Linked DNA regions of Mus musculus: region 1 is linked to region 2. The links are chromatin contacts, called in public HiChIP or PLAC-seq maps. All regions are on one chromosome and are shown on one strand. The core of a region is the stretch at or near the end of the contact, and the rest is flanking DNA. Distances in the headings are between cores, read along the strand shown.

Region 1 (5,902 bases), core at 1,001-3,500, 79 kb before region 2:
CATCTCTAGGATGCTTTGAGTCATCAAAACTTGCTGGGAACCAAGTAGCTGCCAGGACCTGGGAGCCAGACTGATGAGGACAGAGAAAAGACCAGGCCTGGGACTTGAATGCAGGAGCAAGCCTTGTGTTGTAATTTTCATTTGAATGCACATAACCTGTCTTTTTGTGAGACTGTGGTTGAGAGATTACCATAGTCACTGTACGCCCACACCCTTGGTGACTTCTTCCCTTGGTGATTCTGGGTCCAGCATGTGACTTGCTTAGGCCAATAGGACACCATCAAGCATAATCCACGGAGCTTGAAAAGTGCTTGTGTATTGAGGCTGGCCATTTCAAAATATTGCCTCCCTGTGAGGAATCACCTGACCCAGTTGACAGCTGACACCAACCTGCTGATGTGTGAGGACATATTAGCCCCCAGAGAAATGCCAGATTAATGAGTTCTGGGGCATAAACATTAGGAGAAACCCTCACCCAGCCATGACCTACCATAGAATCTCAAGCAAGTAAACAGTGGTGGTTTATTATGCAGCAATAGACAACTGGTCAACCACGTCCAATGCTTCTTGCTACCCTTGCATCTAGCACCCTGCCTTGTGTGTTATAGGTGATCAATAAATAAGACTTTCTATAGCTTCTGTGTAAGGAGACAAAGAAAAGAGAATGAAATGTAGCCTGGAATGGCTGGATCTGGCTGCGGTTCAGGCTGGGCATTTAATCTCTCAGTACTCTAGTTTATTTCTGGACTGGAGATTTCATAGACGTAGTTAGTCTAGGTGAGAACAGATGCTGTAGATGGATGCCACCCTCCTCTAACTGCGTCATGAGGTCAGAAAGCTGTCTTCAACATCCAAAGGGAAGAGATTTAACCCAGTCTCCATCTGCGGTCCACTCCCTTCTGTCTGGTGAGGTGACCTGAAGGCTTTAGGGAGAAGTCTGAGCATCCACTGGACCAAATGGTAGACATTTCAGCAGCCCCAGGCTCCTGGGCTAAGTTCCCTTCCTGGGAACCATTCCTCCTAATCAGCACAAACCACCAGGCAGTACTAGCACGAGGCATTGGCAGAGCATCCCAGAGACGACTAGTGAACCATCTCACAGAATGGAAAGAGGAGAAAGAACACTTCGTGCAGCAAACCGCATCAGAATTTCTTGGGAATTTTAAGATATTTGTCTTAGACTCAGAGAGTAGCTTGTCTATTGGCCATGGGTTTACAGGCTATGGCCGATTCTGTAAATAGTTTGTGAATGATTTTATGGCTGATAAATATAATTAAAAAGTGGAACAAATAGACTGTGTGTTAACTAGAGGCTTTTTCTCAGAATGATTTATTTAATGAGTCATATTGTTCTTATCTCTCCTCCATGGCGAGAGCATCCTGGCTGCTGTTCTGTTGCCAGGCTCCTCCAAAAAACATTGCCCTCTTTGCTCCAGAGAGGCAGCATGTACGCAGAGCTGCCTTGACCTCAGAGAAGGTCTACCCTTTTCCTTCCTTCTGCAGCCTCTCCCACAGAGGAGGAAGCAACACTGTCTCGGGCAATTTATTTTTCAGGTACTGCTTCTCAAAACTCCTTCATCAGCCACTACTCTATCAAGGTCAAAGCCCCGGGGACAGGTTTCTGCTGAGTGGCATCCCAGATGCTGTGCCTTCCCTCTGGGGCTTCCCAAGGCTGCCATCTGGGTATATGCCCTTGGATAGCTTGAGGCTTTTGAATCACGTGGGGGACTTTTTGTCATGAATGGATGTCAAAGACATGACCTTCCAGGATCTCCATGTAAAACTCTCTCACTGACTCATCCCTGCTCCACATAATTCCTAACCATCACCGGCCATCAGTCGAGCCAAAAATCAACCATGGCTGCCCGTTTAGAATGGTTCAGTGAGGTAGCAAAGAAGCATCACACGGAGTCTCTGGAAGAGCGCTCGAGCTATTTACATATTAAACCAAATAAAGTTGAATCAACAAAGATAGGAGGAAAGGACTCCTCAAAGCAAATGCTGACAGAAGCAAGTCCACTCAAATATGTTTCAGGATGGAGAGAGAGAGCATCCAGGATGCTCTAGCTCTAGGCCCAAATATATTTCAGACACAGAAAACCAGGAGACCATGATGGCGGGTGGAGAGGTGTCATTGTTGAACACAGTACCGTGAGTGTAGATGCTCAGTCAGTAGAAGCACAAGCTGCAGACAGACTTTGAGTCCTTGTTATTGTGTATCCGTAGTAACTAGGAGACAGCGGCTGCTGTGGACCTGAGCAATGAGTCATAGCTGTGAAGCCAGAGAGCTTCCTTACCAGGGAAGACAGACATGCACATATAGTAGGGGAAAGCCAAGACAACCCCTGCCATTAAAGGTGTCAGAAGTTCCATCTTTTCCTTTCTGACTCTTGCCCATCTTGGTACAGTGATGGGTAATGTCCTCAGTGTCTCCTATGTGCATTAAAACTCACCCGGGGCTGGCTTAGGGGAGATGGCTCTGCAGGTTAAGGTGCTGCCGTCAAAGGCAAAGGTCCTGAGTCTGGTATCTGAAGCCACATAGGAGAAGGGGAGAACCAATGCTTACAAGTTAAGTTGTCTTCTGACCTCTACATTCATGCCATGGAATGTGTTCCCTCCCTCCATCTACACTCAATAAATTAATTTAAACAGACAGTCCTGGTCTGGGGAGATAGCTGAATCTATAAGATAGTGCCCAAGCGTGGAGACTTGATTCAGAGCCCCAGCACCCATATTAGAAACTGGACACAGTGGCACACACCTGAAGACTCCGAGCTGGGGACGTAAAGGTCCTCAAGGAGCTTTTGACCAGCAGTCTAGGTGGGTCAGTAATGCCCAGCTTCAGTAAGAGAGCCTGAGTGCAAAAATAAAAGAGTGTTTGAAGAAGACACCTGAGGCAGATCTCTGGCTTACACAATTGTGTGTGAGCGCCTTCACACGTACATGGACAAAACACTACTCCCCTCCCCCCACATCAACAAAATAAAACAAACGCCACTGCCTTTCCCTGAAATGTCTTCTATCTGATCTTCCCTGGGTTATGCCATCTGCTTCTCTCTAAACTTCAGTAGTGGAGAACCAGGATACAGCAAACACGTGGAGCCAGAAAGATCTCTGTGTAGAACCAACGTGGAATTTGGAGAACAGTGGTCTGCAGGGGTGGGGGTCAAATTGTGCTGAGAGTTTATCAGAGGAACCAAGACAGACAAATCAGAAATAAGTCACCCACCAGATCTGAGATTGAAGCTACTGTTTGTATTACTTGTTGGCTAATAAACCATCTTCTCAGGACCCTTTATACGTTTATAAGTAAAGGGACAGAATGATATACCTGAGAGGTATACCTCTTTTACAAGGCCGACTCTCCAAGATATGCAGATTTCTGAGCAAAAAAAAAGCTGTGTGAGGAGTGTGTGTGTGTGCGTACATGTGTGGTGTGTGTGTGGAGTGTGTGTGTATGTGTGTGCATGGTGTGTGTGAGGAGTGTATATGTGTACATGTGTGTGTGGTGTAGTGTGTGTGTGTGGTATGTGTGGTGTATGTATGTGTGTTCGTGTGTGGTGTGTATGTGAGGAGTATGTATGTGTACATGTGGTGTGTGTGAGGAGTGTGTATGTATATGTGTGTGTGGTGTGGTGTGTGTGTGGTATGTGTGGTGTATGTATGTGTGTGCATGTGTGGTGTGTATGTGAGGAGTATGTATGTGTACATGTGGTGTGTGTGAGGAGTGTGTATGTACATGTGTGTGTGGTGTAGTGTGTGTGTGGTATGTGTGGTGTATGTATGTGTGTGCGTGTGTGGTGTATGTGAGGAAGGAGTGTGTATGTGTACATGTGTGTGTGTGTTACATGTTACTATGGAGATCAGAACAGGATGCTATGTGCCTTCCTCTGTTTTTCATCTCTTTTTCCTGATACGGGATCTCTCACTTAATTGGCAGCTGGAAGCAAGCTCTCATCCTTTTGGCTGGATGATGGGAGAACAAGTTATCCAGAACTGCAAGTCTCTCTCTGCCCAGGCACTGCTGGGTTTACAGGCGTACGAAGCCATGCTTGGGGTTTGATGTGTGATCTGGACACACAGACTCAGACCTTCATGCTTGCAGAGCAACCCCTCTGACCCAGTGGGCTGCCTCTCTTGCCCAAAGAATATTTTAGAAAGAGGACTTCAATGTGAGGTCGGTCGGACGGAACTCAGAAGAGGGTAGGAAGATGGTGGTTCTGGTCACTGTAGCTCAACTTTACTATTGATTTCTCAGAGGCTTATGTCAAAATGTCAGGAAGGAAGGAAGGAAGGCACAAAGCTCTCGACCTTGGTGTGACAGCTTCATCTTGAGTCAAATTAATTTCCTGTCTTACTGAGTAATCAAAAACCATAACACTGAAACCAGTGCTAAAAATACCACGGCAGCGACCGAAACACACAGAGTGCTTCTCTCCATCCATGTTCTTCCATGAGAGTAGTTAAGCCGTGAATCACTGAGAATTCCTGCAGTATGTCCTGCACAGCGTTCAACATTGATTACGAGCTTGAGGACAGGAGGCGAACTTCCGTTGTGTTCTCTCTCTCTCTCTCTCTCTCTCTCTCTCTCTCTCTGTCTCATCTCTCTGTCTCTGTCTCTCTCTGTCTCATCTCTCTGTCTCTGTCTCTCTCTGTCTCTCTCTCTGTCTCTCTGTCTCTGTCTGTCTCATCTCTCTGTCTCTGTCTCTCTCTCCCTGTCTCTCTGTCTCTCTCTGTCTCATCTCTCTGTCTCTGTCTCTGTCTCTCTCTGTCTCTGTCTCTGTCTCTCTCTCTCACACACACACACACACACACACACACACACACACACACACACACACTGTGGAGTTGATCAACACTGCCCTCCCCATCCTTCTAAGTTGCTCCTTGTAAAGAAGTTTCACCCTGAGTTATGGCAGAATTCTCAGCAGAATTCTCACCATGACAGTTCCCTCTGTGCCTTGAAATGCTTTGCATGGAGAGACGGATCCCCAGGGCTGCTTGTGGATAGGCGACTTCTCTCCAGGTCGCTGGTTTGCAGCTGGCCACAGAATGGCAAAGGTAATCTCACCTGGCCACCTTCTGGTGACCAGGGCTGCCAGAACTGTGGCTGTGGTGGGGAGGAGATGAGCAGTCCCATGAGCCATACCTCAGTGAACTTGAAATGCTAATTAAAGAAGCACTGGCCTGACCGTGATGCTATGTAGCAGGTTCCACCCAGTGACAATCATGAGAGGTGTGAGAACTCAGCCAGCGAGGCTCAGCTCACAGAGGGGCAAGCAAGATAGTCTGGATGAGTCAATTGGACCCTAGGTAAGCAGGGCCACACCCTTGCTGATGCATCCTGTGTGGGTCTCGGTCACTCCAGAGCTCTGCATCCGCCTTTACTGGCTCTCGCCTTTCTGCCTTGATTTCTTCACTGATCCAGTGAGTGAGCAGAGAACAGATCTGGAGGAAGAAGATGCGGGGCAGCAACAGCACATGTGGGTGGGGCTGGTAACTTCTTCGATAGCATGACTGCATGGTCCCAGGACTTGGTTACCCAACTGAGTGTGAACTGTGGGCTCAGTCACTGTAGACACGACACACCCACTTCTTCCTCGTGGCTAATGTGTGGTCTGTGACCAAGGCTGCTCTAGAGGGTGTGCTGTTGTTTTTAGTCAACAGGGAGATAGCCGCAGGAGTTGGAGGAAAGCATTTAAAATGTTGCACAAGGGTTCGGCACCGCTGCTGTATGCACACATCATTTCGTGTGCTTTGCCAGAGCATCGGTCGGCAGTAGGCTTGGGATTTGGAAAAATGTCATTTACCACGGAAAGACTGAGAATCACTCGACAGAGCGTTTAGGGCTTCCTGTGTGTGTGGGGGGGTGTGTGGGTGTCAGCGTGAGGGGTGTGGCCCT
Region 2 (5,386 bases), core at 2,707-5,206:
ATTGCCCACTGCAGAATTGCCTGGAGAACTTTGGCTTACAAGCTTGCTTTGAAATAGTTAAGATGTGAAACGGGGCATTTGTGTTAAAAGCATACTCTAGATGTCTCCTCCCAAAGGAGAAAGAACCCTGAGGTTCAATTTCTTGCTAGAGAGTTAACACCAAATGCTAACCCTGTATCCCCTGGAGGGGTGCATGCACCTGACCACTAAGGGAGTATCTTTCTGTCCTTGTATTAGTTGAGCTAAGGAAAACAGGGGGATTTTCTTAGTGAACTGGGAGAAGGTGATATAAGTAAAATCTACACATCATTGGGTTCCATTTTTATCAAATTTGCATATTGCCAAAAGTAATTTGAGTAGTATAAATAAAAACAGTTTTGTAGTCATTAGCATATTTTATGGGTAAAGGATAGAGCTTTGTGTTACAGTATGGTTAGATTTCTACCCAGAGCGACTACAAGAGTTGAAAGGTGGTCCCTGGCTATACATCACATGAGGAGGAACCATTGCCTAAATAAGAAGTATAATAGAACATCATCCCTATATCAAGTCCTTATAGCAAGTCCTATAGCAAGTCCTTATAGCAAAGTCCTTATAGCAAGGCCCCATGGCAAGTCCTTATAGCAAAGTCCTATAGCTAATCCTTGTAGTAAGTATTTATAGCAAGGCCTTATAGAAAGTTCCTATAGCAAGTCCTTATAGTAGGACCCTAGGACATCTGTCAACTGATGGCTTGGGAGCAAAAGAAGGATGATGTCAGCAGCTGCAGAGGCTGTTGTCCAAAGGTTATTGTCTTGAACAATGTCACCAAGTGTTCAAACTCATGAGCTTGTGGGGGACATTTCTAAGTCAAACAACACTGTGCCTCACACAGTGAGAAGGGGAACAAAGTCTCTTGATTCTCTCCTATACATTTGTACCATTCACAAGGGTGGATCCCTCAGGACCCAACTGCCACCCATTGGCCCGACCTTCCCATACCACTGCCTTAGGTCTAAAAATATCAATCGGAGGTGGCTTTGGTTTCCCGGGGCTCTGGAATCTGATAACACCTCTACGTGAGACTGTTAATTCCATGTCTGGAGTCAGAGGGGTAGGTATCTGGATGGGGAAGATGGACATGTAGTGAGGGTTGTAAGAAGATGACTGAGCCAGAACCAACTCAGCCTGGCCATGCCTCTGTGATCCTGCTCAGCTCAGCATTCAGCTCAATGTGTACCCAGCAGAGCTCTGGAGAGCTGGTGGGAACCCAGGAGATCTGTCGCAGTTGCTGCCTTATAAAATAAGCCCGTGGATAAGCCACAGCTGTGCATGAGGCAGGAGCACCAGGAGCCCCACCTGGGTCTTCCCCAGAAAAGGAAAGCACAGCCCTGCTTGACTTTCACTTTCATAATCGCAATCACATATGTATTCAAGATTCCTGTAATCCTATGCACGAGTGTCCTGGAGGTCACAGCACCGAGAGGAACTCTGCCACAGACACGCTCCTTCCTGCAGGACTTGGCTTGCTCTCTTCCTTTTGCATCCTATGGACCAATTCCATGCTGTAGGCTGCCCCCACACGCCTTAAACCAACATCTCCAGCTCCTTTTAAATGTCATTCAGTTTTCCACCCCTGTCACCGCTCTCTGTTAGACACCACATAATGATTACCAGTGGTTTTGCTTGCTATTTGTTTCCTGTTGCAGAAGAGAAGCTTCATGGAGTGTGATCTTGTTGTGTTGTTGTTGTTGTTTTCCCCATTTTGTTCCATATCCTATTCCAAAACTCTGAGCAAGGCTCAGCGGCCTTTAATGCACACTTCAGAAAAAACAGACCGAGTGTGTTCAAAGTGAAAGGCCTGGGGCATTGTGGAGACATCAGAAGTCCTCAGTGGACTGGAGCCAGCGAGACAGCTCAGGAGGTAAAGGTGCCTTCTGCCACGCTGGGCTTCCTGAGTTCAATTCTCAGGACCCACATCAAAAGAACCAACTCCTAAATGCTGTCTTGACTTCCGCATGCTCATTATGACACACACACACTCCCCTCCCTAATAAACGAGTACATATAATTTTAAAATATTTAATGTATAACTCTAGGGCCAGCGAGATAGCTCAGTCATTAAAGGGGCTTGCTGCTAAGCATGGTGATCTGGCTTCAATCACCAGAGCCAAGCCCACAAACTTGTCCTATGACTTCTACATGTGAACTGTGGCTTGTTTGTCCACATATTCGTACGTGTGCAGTGCACATAAACAAACACATACAAATACAATCAATTAAAAGGTATTTGGCTCTGAGTAGGGTGTGTGGGGTGTGTGAAGTGTAGGGGTCAGGACATGCATGAAGGGTTAGTCTGGAAGCGCACAGTCAGGTAGAAAGTGACTGCGGTTGTTCACATGGGAGGTTCATAGTTGGCCCATGACATTTGCAGGAAGGTGGCAGCCTACGGTTGGACCAGAGGTCTGGTGTGATGGCAGACTGTCCGTGCCTGCTGATGGGCTGGGTGGAGAGGTAGCTCAGAGCTGGCGGGAGATATGGCAGCCGAGTTAGCAGGAGGAAGCCTGGAAGTAGAACCACAGGTATGAGTCTAGAAAACAGGATTTTTATTTACACATTTCCTCCAATATTTCCTGAGCTGTCAGTGCTCTGGGAACGGTGCGTGGCTGAGGATGCCACAGTGACCAGCTGAACTGAAGTTCTGGTATACGGGTTCTCCCATTCTAGGGGAGAAGGAAACTTTAGTCAGGGAAGCTGGGAACTGGGTGTGCTAGAGGGTGGGGGATGAAGAGAAAGAAGAGGGAAGTTATAAGGCCCCTGCTGAATCTTCTAGTCAGATAAAACAGCCAGTTCTTCTGAAGTGGGCCCATCTTCCACCTGTAAGTAGAAGGGAAATCATCAGGGGAGGCGGTTAAGGCAGCAAAAGAGGGAAGTCCCAGGTTGGGGATGCAGATGAGATCACTCAGTGGGTTCACATTGGGTGAGAGGTAGGAAGTAGCTGGGAGACTGGTGAGCTAAGCTGACCCTGTGTCTGGACACCACGGAGTCCTAGTGTTAGCTGTGGGAGAAAGGTGGACCCGCTCTTCAGCTCAGAGGAGGAAGCACCGCAGGGAATACTCCCCCATCATGTACAATATTTAATGACGGGTGTTAGATGAGGCCAGCCAGAGAGCTGTTAGAGCTGTGAAGAGCAGATGCAAACGGCTGTGGTGAAGACTGTTAGCACTAGGCGGAGAGGAAGCGCGGACCAGAGAAAGGATCCCGTCCAGCTTTGCCTGAACCTGAGCTTGTGTGCAGTTACTTCCGGGTGCATGGGTAACTCAAAGGCCCCTAGACCTTTTGGGAAGTGTGATGGTTTGCCTATGCTTGACCCAGGGTGGCACTTTTAGAAGGTGTGGCCCTGTTGGAATAGGTATGTCACAGTGGGCGTGGGTTTTAAGACCTTCACCCTAGCTGCCTGGAAGGCAGTATTTTCCTAGCAGCCTCCAGATGAAGATGTAGAACTCTCAGCTCCTCCTGCACCATGCCTGCCTGGATGCTGCCCTGCTTCCACCTTGGTGATAATGGACTGAACCTGTGAACCTGTAAGCCAGCCTCGATGAAATGTTGTCCAATTAGAGAGTTGCCTCGGTCGTGGTGTCTGTTCACAGCAGGAAAACCCTATCTAAAACAGGAAGTCTCTTGGGCAGCTTATGAATAGCTATGCCGCTGAAGAGCCCCATCTGTGGCGTGGATGAATCATGAAAAGATGTAGCACTAAAGACTCTTTGGGGTCCCAATCCCCAGTCCACGTATTAGGTCTTACATGACCTGGGTAAGGGTTGGGTTCATGTGGGGATCTGTAAAGGCTCATTAGCCTAGCAGTCCTCTCTCCACCCGTAAGGGAATGTTGATAGGCTGGTCCTGGTGAGTGTCTCCTGTGGGTGATCACAGATGCTCTCATTCAAGGCAGCCTGGAGGAAACAGCCTACAACAGCTGCAAGAGATGATCATGTGCAGGGGCGACAGATATCTGCAGTCCTTCCTGTCTCTGCTCCCTTCATTCCAGAGGGCCCGTCCCTGGGACAACGGCTGCTCAGTGAAATGCGGTGCCCAGGGGAGTCATTCAGGAGATATCTGATTCATATGACACACGCATGCATGTGAGAAGATCTGTCTGTGGTCCTAAGCAAGCGTCAGGTGTGTGGATGTAGCTGACAAAGCCCTGGAAGCCCTTGGAGACTTTCAGCATGCTTAGCTGTAGGTGAGAGCCAAGTCTGTTCCTGGAACTTTGGAGCTGATGTTGGCAGAGGCTGCTGCTTTGTACAATGAGGCACTTTAAGGTCACCGTCAGCTTCAGGTTTGTGTGTGGTGAGAGTTACCATTGCCGGCTCACAGATAGCTAGGTGCTGTCAGCAGGACTTTCACAGGCCTGCTCTCTGTGTGCCAGGAGATGGGAGAGGACCCACAGTGTTAACTGATTTCTACCATGTAAATACCTCGCCGTGGCTAACTTGTAACAGTTTAACCACTGACTCTCAGAGGTGTTGCAGTTTCAGGGAACATTTAGCGGCTGGCTCCCATACACCAGCCTACTTCTTTCTGTCAGGAAGGCCAGGCGATAGTTCTGCAGGCCTAATTCCTGTGGCTTCTCAGCTTTTCCTCACTCCCTGTGTTCATGCTTACACTTCACAAAGGAGATGGCCGCATGCCCGGGACCATGAGTTTTCTCTCCACTGTTTGAGTTTTTCCTCTGTTATAGTCTTTCAACCATGGCCCTCGGCTGAATTGAGTAGTTGACCTTGTGACTCTCCACTGACTGGCTCTTACTTACGGTGGACGGTAGCTCTCCATAAGAGTCTCCTTGTTCTGAATCCTTCTGAATTTGGTGTTCTCCATAGAAAGGATGTCACTACAGTGTCCCCCGAGAACTTAGGAAACGGATGGTTATAATTTCACCATCCAAACGCTGTGGGGACAGAGAGGTAGTGAACGCTGAGTCAGAACAGGTCAGGTTAGTGTAGGTCTGCACACCGGATGAGGAGCCGCAGCCTGTGCTGATCCACAAGCCACACACCTTTCAAAGTCTGGGGCTACAGGGCCACTTCCTGTCTCGTTTTCATTTGCCACTTTGTTCCAAAGGAAATCTCATTCTCAAAGCACATTAATAATGAGCAAAATGCCATGGTCCTTCATCAGGGTCGTACTTCGAAACAAAGGCAGACCTTACACATTTATGTATTGAAGTCTGTGCATTATATTCCCAGCCCTGCTCTGGCCCTCCCCGGCCCCAACAAAATACCATCCATTCCTAAAAGTAGAAATGAGAAATTGAACATCCTTTAGGCCTTGTTTCTTCTCAGGGGCTGCACAGGCCACTCTGCCATGTTGACTCCCTGCATCAGGAGCCCAGAAGTCTTTTTCCACA

The links. HiChIP or PLAC-seq counts read pairs in DNA pulled down with a chosen protein or histone mark.
Region 1: a contact with region 2 is called in an H3K27ac HiChIP or PLAC-seq map of heart atrium, with 10 read pairs. The contact joins two enhancer-like sites. A contact is called at or near these places in 6 of 39 promoter capture datasets (the 3T3-L1 cell line, 3T3-L1-derived adipocytes, the HPC-7 cell line and 2 more), 1 of 15 datasets of contacts at CTCF or cohesin (CD8 T cells), 2 of 484 Hi-C or Micro-C datasets (CD8 T cells and conventional type 1 dendritic cells) and 4 of 115 datasets of contacts at active chromatin or transcription factors (CD8 T cells, effector CD8 T cells, heart atrium and 1 more).

What each region holds. Positions count from the first base shown.
Region 1 is chr19:56,756,254-56,762,155 of GRCm38.p6, reverse strand. It overlaps Gm32718 (a long non-coding RNA gene), which reads right to left. Exons shown (of 7, transcript XR_001782687.1): 5 at 4,941-5,448; 6 at 2,762-2,854. Among named protein-coding and RNA genes, the nearest start is that of Gm32718, 16 kb to the right of the region's middle. Within about 2 kb of position 2,250, at least 30 of the 459 cell types and tissues checked have an H3K27ac peak or open chromatin away from gene starts, as enhancers often do. A contact at or near this core is called in heart atrium and memory CD8 T cells, where this site is marked.
Region 2 is chr19:56,679,026-56,684,411 of GRCm38.p6, reverse strand. No RefSeq gene overlaps it. Among named protein-coding and RNA genes, the nearest start is that of Gm32492, 13 kb to the right of the region's middle. Within about 2 kb of position 3,956, at least 41 of the 459 cell types and tissues checked have an H3K27ac peak or open chromatin away from gene starts, as enhancers often do. A contact at or near this core is called in heart atrium and memory CD8 T cells, where this site is marked.